2 separate regions of the Capra hircus genome follow, and region 2 is linked to region 1. A link is a contact called in public Hi-C data. All regions are on one chromosome and are shown on one strand. Each heading gives the region's core, a stretch centred on a gene start, on an enhancer-like site or on the middle of the called end of the contact. The rest is flanking DNA. Distances are from core to core; before and after follow the strand shown.

The links. A called contact is a pair of places that touch in the nucleus more often than the background predicts.
Region 2: a Hi-C map of blood shows a contact between it and region 1, with 5 times the contacts expected there. The contact joins two enhancer-like sites. A contact is called at or near these places in 2 of 5 Hi-C or Micro-C datasets (both in blood).

The regions. Positions count from the first base shown.
Region 1 is chr26:40,728,782-40,733,000 of ARS1.2, forward strand. No RefSeq gene overlaps it. Among named protein-coding and RNA genes, the nearest start is that of ACTA2, 20 kb to the left of the region's middle. Within about 2 kb of position 1,825, at least 1 of the 5 cell types and tissues checked has an H3K27ac peak or open chromatin away from gene starts, as enhancers often do.
Region 2 is chr26:40,835,710-40,839,928 of ARS1.2, forward strand. All of the region lies in intron 1 of ANKRD22 (ankyrin repeat domain-containing protein 22), which reads left to right. Among named protein-coding and RNA genes, the nearest start is that of ANKRD22, 17 kb to the left of the region's middle. Within about 2 kb of position 2,147, at least 1 of the 5 cell types and tissues checked has an H3K27ac peak or open chromatin away from gene starts, as enhancers often do.

The DNA.
Region 1 (4,219 bases), core at 575-3,074:
AAGAGTTGGACACGACTGAGCAACTTCACTCACCTGTTATGGAGTGGCTCCCTCTAGTGGTGCATCTATGGACATGACAACCCGGATGTTTAAGTTTCCCAGGAAAGGCTACAATTACATTAAGGTGAGAAGTGCCAACTAATGCTGTACTGGGAAAAATTTGCAGATACACAGGAGATGAACATAAGCATGGATTAAAGTGTATCAATAGGATAGTGCATATTGACTGCACAACCTGATGAGTCATTACATAACTTTGCTCTCTATAACTGCCTGATAGCCTGTGTACACATACATACATATATTATACATATATATGACTTCTTCTATATGAAATATTAAACTTGGATATATATATTTTAAACAGTGTGACTTTTAAGTTTACCAGAGGAAATACAGATTTTAAAAAAAACAGAAACACTGCTAAAATCTTACTATACATCTAAAGCATCTGTTTCCCTTCTCCTGATCAATACCTGTCTCTGAAAATGATACTACAGATACATTCAGGCTGGAAGAGATGGGAAAAATAACCATATTTTGCAAGCACTACCGGTGTCAATCATCACACTAAGGGGTTTACACATATCTCCACGCATTTGTTCTTCAGAACTCTTTGGGCCCATTTTATCTTATTTTGACATTAATTTTTTATTGAAGTATATTTGGTTTACAATGTGTTAGTTTCAGATGTACATCAAAGTGATCCCGTTGTGCACACAGATGTATCTATTCTTTTTCAGATTCTCTTCCCTTATAGGTTATTAAAAATACTGAGTATAGTTTCCTGTGCTACACAGTAGGTCCTTGCTAGTTATCCATTTTATATGTAGCAGTGTGTGTGTGTGAATCCTAAACATCTTATAGAGAGAAAAACAGCAGTTGTTCCCTTAATATCAAATTATATAGGAGAGCTGCCAACTTCTCTTTTACTCCTCTGGCCCAAGAGGTACAAAGATGTATAAAAGTATTTTCCCTGCCCTTAAGCATTTTTTTTCAAAGCGCTTTTCCTCCCAGGCTGCTTAACATCCCTGAAGCGCCCCGGTACAGTGCCACTTGTCTTCCTGGGGACAGCTGCCCCTCTTTGTCTTTGGGAATGAGGGAGTGGGTTTCCATCCACGGCAGCATCTCACTACAGAGAGCTCAGAGCCAAAGACTGAACGCCTTTTTGATCCAGAAAATCCCCTGGTCTTCTCTGCCCTATGCTGCTGCTAAGTCGCTTCAGTTGTGCCCGACTCTGTGCCACCCCATAGACGGCAGCCCACCAGGCTCCCCCGTCCCGGGGATTCTCCAGGCAAGAACACTGGAGTGGGTTGCCATTTCCTTCTCCAATGCATGAAAGTGAAAAGTGAAAGGGAAGTCGCTCATAGTTTGACCTAATTAAATCAATACTACACATAATAAGAGCTGGCATGTACTGGATCCCTGTCATGACCAGATCCTGCCAAGCCCTTTATATTGGGGTCTCGTTTTATCCTGCGACAGATCTATGGAGTAGATATTCTCACTGCCTTCTTACAGATGGAACAATCCAATGTCATACTACCGGCAGAGACGGGACTTGGGTTTGGTTCCAAATCCGTACTGTTAGTATTTAAGCCAGCATTTCTCAATGAATAGCTCACACAGGTCGACCTCGTCAGAGGCTTGTCTTTTAAAGGATAACTAATTATGCACTTATTTTTGGCTGTCCTGGGTCTCCGTGGCTGATGGGCTTTTCTCCAGCTGAAGCAAGCGGGCTTCTCATCGCAGAGGCTTCTCTTGTGCCAATCCTAACTCTGAAACTGGCAGACAGATTCTTTACCACTGAGCCACCAGCGAATCCCCCGGGGGCTCATTTTAAATGGGCCTATTTCTGGGAAACCCAAAGCCTGCTGAACAAGGACGTCTGGAGCTGTGGTTGGGAACTGGAGCTTTAATCAGATTTCTCTGGTGATTCTTTCGCACATCAAAACTTGAGAACCACTGTAAAGTGCTAGGATTGAAATATTCCAGTTGTAAATTTATGCTTAACCAGGCAAGGCACTTAATACCCACTAAACTGAAACTTAATGATTAATATGCAAATATTTGGAAACAGATCACAGTCATAATTGAGGAAAAAATCACCTACCATTTCATAGTCTTTACAGGGTTCAGGTGAAAGTGAAAGTGAAAGTGAAGTCGCTCAGTCGTGTCCGACTCTTTGCGAGGCCATGGACTGTAGCCTACCAGGCTCTGAGGAGCCTCTCAGTCCATGGAATTTTCAGGTAAAGTGAACCAAGCTGACTGTGCTGTTGTACTTCATATTCACCACCAGAGGGCGCAAGGTATCTGGTAAAAGCAGGGCGTCTAGAACAAAGTATCTAGAAACTGGCGTTGCTGCTGCTGCTAAGTCGCTTCAGTCGTGCCCGACTCTGTGCGACCCCATAGACGGCAGCCCACCAGGCTCCCCCTCCCTGGGATTCTCCAGGCAAGAACACTGGAGTGGGTTGCCATTTCCGTCTCCAATGCATGAAAGTGAAAAGTGAAGGTGAAGTCGCTCAGTCGTGTCCGACTCTTAGCAACCTCATGGACTGCAGCCAGTGGCCAGAGGTAAAAATCAGGAAAACCAGAATGACCCGCTGAATGTGCATTCGTGAAATGTTCTTTCTATATGAGCACCCAGAGGTAGTGCCTAAGCACTTTCTTCCAGTCACAGATCAGTAATTCCTCCCTTTGATTCCGCAGATGCTAATAACCTGAAGGGCTGGACAGGTGAGAGTCTCTTGTTGAGCCTCACATGAATCTCCAGATGAGGGAAACCCAGCAACAGACAGGCTCGGCTGCTTCCTGAGTCCTCTTCTCTCCCCAAACTCTAACACTCCTTCTGTGACCACAAACTTTCCCACAACAGGCTTATATAACCCTTGAGGATGACCTGGACTTTTAATAACATTTATTCATATCACGCAAGCTTTGCTGTGAGCATATGAGCAAGAGAAAACATTATTTTTGAAAAACAAATAATTCTGTTATCTCTGAAGCATCATTTGTGTAGTCAGGCTGAACTTGAGTATTTTTTAGCAGGATTTCAAACAAAGAACATTCTGGAAGAGATGTTGTGATTACTGCACTGGAGGGGGCTGTCTGGGCTAACACGCTCTCTGTCTGCAACTAAGCTTATTCAAAAAGGACAAAAAAGGAGAGAGGGAAAAGGGGATGGGAAAGCTGGGGAGATGGTTCTTCTGCATCAGAATATGAAAATCAGATGGATATTTCATTCCTAGGAGAGCCAAGTCTATTGAAGGGTGCACGCTAGAGATACAAAGAGCAAGTTTCTGCCTGGATGGAATTTACAATTTATGGAGAAAATGGACATGAAACAAGTAGCGAAGGTGCGTCGTGAGGATTACAGAAGTGGAAACACATGGGGTATGAGCTCTCATGACTTCAGGAACGCTTCCTGAAGCTCTTATGACTTCAGGAGGTAGGGCTTCAGCAGAGGCTTAACAGCAAGAGTTAACTAGAATAAAAGCAGAGGGGATGAGAGGGCTGAGGCTGGACAAGAGAAAGTAGTGTATAGGGGATGTTCCAGGCACAGGCAATGCTGCATATGTAGAAAAGAGGAGGCCAAGAACTGAACCTTCATACAGACTTTAGAAGTACACGCTGTGCGCTTAGTCGCTCAGTCGTGTCCGACTCTGCCACCCCATGGACGGTAGCCCGCCAGGCTTCTCTGTCCATGGGGATTCTCCAGGCAAGAATACTGGAGTGGGTGGCCATTTCCTTCTCCAGGGATCTTCCAGACACAGGGATCCAACCCGCATCTCCTGTACTGGCAGGTGGATTCTTTTCTTTAGATGAGACTCTGCAATAAAATTTTTACAATACACAGTTCAAGAAAAATGTAACTTTGCTTTAATTTGGTTCTTTTTTTTATACATCCACCTGATGGTTATAATCAAAGGACCTAGAGCACAAATAATATCTTAGTGGATCCCCAAATCTAGTGCTGTGTCTTTTAACAATTAATCCCTGACATGGAAGTAGAAGCCACTTGCTCCTTGGAAGAACGTGCTTATATGCTCAGTCGCTCAGTCCTGTCCGGCTCTTTGTGACCCCATGAACTGTAGCCTGCCAGGCTCCTCTGTCTGAGAATTCTCCAGGCAGGAATACTGGGGTGGGTTGCCATGCCCTCCTCTAGGGGATCTTCCCAATCCAGGGATTGAACTGCAGGCGGATTCTTTACCGTCTGAGC
Region 2 (4,219 bases), core at 897-3,396, 110 kb after region 1:
GCTTTGACTTCTGTTTCCTATCCCATCATTACTCTTTCAGTAATTATTTATCTGATAACCATCTCTGCTCATCTTCACTGGCTCTTATGTTTAAAAAAAATAGTTATAAGGGTATAGTTTATATTAATTGAGGGTTTATTATGAGTCAGATCTGAGCTATGTGCTTATCTATACAGTCACACTTAATCCTTTTTGTAACCTAGTAAAGAAGATGTGATTATTAAATGAAGAAACAAACTGAACACAAATTGTTTCAGTTGTCCAAATAGCACAGTTGTTGAATGGCAGAGCTGAGATCAGAACCTAGGAACTTTGCTTCCAGTGCTCGTATTTATAACCACTTGAAACCACCGTCTTGTCTGTAAGGGGGGTAGAACTTTGGCTGGTCCCTGCTACTCCCCTCTGGGTACCCACTGGCTCCCTCGTAGCTGTCACTACCAAACTTACAACCCACTCCAGTATTCTTTTCTGGGAAATTCCGCAGAGTGTGATCAGAGAGGAATTTGTGGCAAGTTTGGTGTGTGACTCAGTCATGTCTGACTCTTTGTGACCCCATGGACTGTAGCCTACCAGGCTCCTCTCTGTTCATGGGTATTTCCAGGCAATAGTACTGGAGTGGCCATTTCCCTCTCCAGGGGATCTTCCCAACCCAAAAGATCGAATCTGGGTCTCCTGCATTGTAGAGAGACGCTTTACCGTCTGAGCCACCAGGGACTGTGGTGAACTTGATCTCTGAATGGTTATTAATGATCAGATCCAATAATCTTTTCTTGCACTTGACTTTCTTTTTTTTTAAAATTTTTATTTTTACTTTATTTTACTTTACAATACTGTATTGGTTTTGCCATACATTGACATGAATCCACCACGGGTGTACATGCATTCCCAAACATGAACCCCCCTGCCACCTCCCTCCCCATAACATCCCTCTGGGTCATCCCCGTGCACCAGCCCCAAGCATGCTGTATCCTGCATCGGACATAGACTTGCGATTCGATTCTTAGATGATAGTATACATGTTTCAATGCCATTCTCCCAAATCATCCCACCCTCTCCCTCTCCCTCTGAGTCCAAAAGTCCGCTGTACACATCTGTGTCTTTTTTGCTGTCTTGCATACAGGGTCATCATTGCCATCTTTCTAGATTCCATATATATGTGTTAGTATACTGTATTGGTGTTTTTCTTTCTGGCTTACTTCACTCTGTATAATCGGCTCCAGTTTCATCCATCTCATCAGAACTGCATTTGACTTTCTTAATTCTATCTTCCTTCTGGAAATTTTTAAACTTTTTTTTTAAAGCAGATATTGCTAAATACAGAAACTGTGTTTCTAGGATATAAGAAGCCTAGGAATGATGGAAAAATAAGGTCAGGTTAATATTGTAAGTAATGTCGCTCAAATGGGATTGAGAAAACACACAAGGGCTTGGCAGCTCTTGCAGGAAAACTGTCCACTTTTCCTTTCCTCCTCATATTTAACTCTCAATGAAGATTTTGAGCAGCCCAAGCAGAGGGAGCTTTGTGTGGTGTCCTGTGTGAATTGTGGGCTCTTAAAATGTTTGATCTGGAAAGCCAGATTACTACATAAAAGACTCCACGTTTTTAAATATAGTCAACAAAAATTTTAGAAAAAGAAAAATTAACAATTCGTATAGGATGTCTAACCAAGCCAGGAAGACACTTTACTTTTTAACAGAAAATTTAACTCTAGAGCCACCTGTTTTTAAGTTTTGGAGACCATCATTTCCAATGAGTAGTAGTGATCAGAGGCAAAGTTTCACAGGTATATGGTTAAATTTTTAAAAAATGAAATGGGTTTTTCCAAACAGCTTTATCTAGCTAATACGACAGACTGTTTTTCCCTTCTAATTACAGACTGTTGTCAGTGCTTTTATGACTCCGAGCTGCCTCCTAGTGGAGGTAGCATGTATAACAACATAGACTTTTCTCATCTGCTTGTACAAGTCATCCAACAAATCATTGTGTGATGTCCAAATAAAAGTTGAGAGTGAAGGTGTAGTCGCTCAATCGTGTGCGATTCTTTGAGATCCTATTGACTGTATGTAGCCGCCAGGTTCCTCCGTCCGTGGGATTTTTCTAGGCAAGAATACTGGAGTGTGTTGCCATTTCCTTCTCCAGGAGATCTTCCGCATCCAGGGATGGAACTCACGCCTCCTGCATTGCGGGCAGGCTCTTTACGGTCAGTTCAGTTCAGTTCAGTTCACTTCAGTCGCTCAGTTGTCTCCGACTCTTTGTGACCCCATGAATTGCAGCATGCCAGGCCTCCCTGTCCATCACCAGCTACCGGAGTTCACGCAAACTCATGTCCATCGAGTCGGTGATGCCATCCAACCATCTCATCCTCTGTCGTCCCCTTCTCCTCCTGGCCCCAATCCCTCCCAGCATCAGAGTCTTTTCCAATGAGTCAACTCTTCCCATGAGGTGGCCAAAGTATTGGAGTTTCAGCTTTAGCATCCTTCCAATGAACACCCAGGACTGATCTCCTTCAGAATGGGCTGGTTGGATCTCTTAGCAGTCCAAGGGACTCTCAAGAGTCTTCTCCAACACCACAGCTCAAAAGCATCAATTCTTTGGCGCTCAGCTTTCTTCACAGTCCAACTCTTCACATCCATACATGACCACTGGAAAAACCATAGCCTTGACTAGACGGACCTGAGTCGGCAAAGTAATGTCTCTGCTTTTGAATATGCTGTCTAGGTTGGTCATAACTTTCCTTCCAAGGAGTAAGCGTCTTTTAATTTCATGGCTGCAATCACCATCTGCAGTGATTTTGGAGCCCCAAAAGATAAAGTCTGACACCGTTTCCACTGTTTCCCCAGCTATTTCCCACGAAGTGATGGGACCAGAGGCCATGATCTTCGTTTTCTGAATGCTGAGCTTTAAGCCAACTTTTTCACTCTCCTCTTTCACTTTCATCAAGAGGCTTTTTAGTTCCTCTTCACTTTCTGCCATAAGGTTGGTGGCATCTGCACATCTGAGGTTACTGACATTTCTCCCGGGAATCTTGATTCCAGCTTGTGCTTCTTCAGCCCAGCGTTTCTCATGATGTACTCTGCATAGAAGTTAAATAAGCAGGGTAACAATATACAGCCTTGACATATTCCATTTCCTATTTGGAACCAGTCTATTGTTCCCTGTCCAGTTCTAACTGTTGCTTCCTGACCTGCATACAGATTTCTCAAGAGGCAAGTCAGGTGGTCTGGTATCCCCATCTCTTTCAGAATTTTCCACACTTTCTTGTGATCCACACAATCAAAGGCTTTGTCATAGTCAATAAAGCAGAAAGCTCTTTTTCTGGAACTCTCTTGCTTTTTCCATGATCCAGCAGATGTTGGCAATTTGATCTCTGGTTCCTCTGCCTTTTCTAAAACCAGCTTGAACATCAGGAATTTCACGGTTCACGTATTGCTGAAGCTTGGCTTGGAGAATTTTAAGCATTACTTTACTAGTGTGTGAGATGAGTGCAATTGTGTGGTAGTTTGAACATTCATAACAATCTAATTTTATAATTAAGAAAAGCTTTGCCTCATTTGCATTTGGGCCATATCTTTTCCTGGCTTCTCTTGCAACCTCTCTGGACACTATTTCTTTACCTCTTGGCAGATACTACTGATTAATTTAATTAATACTTGCTTTAGTCACTAAATTATGTCCAACTCTCCACAACTCCATGGACTGCAGTCCGCCAGGCTCCTCTGTCTGTGGGATTCTCCAGGTAAGAATACTGGAGTGGGTTGCCATTTCCTCCTCCAGGGGATCTTCTTGACCCAGGGATCGAACCTGTGTCTCTTATGTCTCCTGCAGTGACACGCGGGTTCTTTACCACTAATGTCACCCGGGAAACTCATAAGTGATAATAATAGCTTCCATAAACTAAGTATGATTCATGTGCTAGGTATTTTTAGTGTTTTTTAATACTGTCTAATTAAAATCAATCTGAAAATACTTAATGTTTTTCTCCTCTTTGCCCAGTGCCGCCCAACACTGCATGATCTCTGAATGGTCATTAATGATCAAATTCAGCACTCTTTTCTGGGGCTGTGGTGGTGAATAGAATTAAGTTGTTTCTATTCAAGTGGAATTTCTAGCCTGAGCTTCAGTGCTTCCCCACACTCACTGTGGCCTCAACACCTCCTGATTCACACTGGTGTGGAACACACAATTATAAATAAGAAAAGAGGTATAATTATGCCAGTT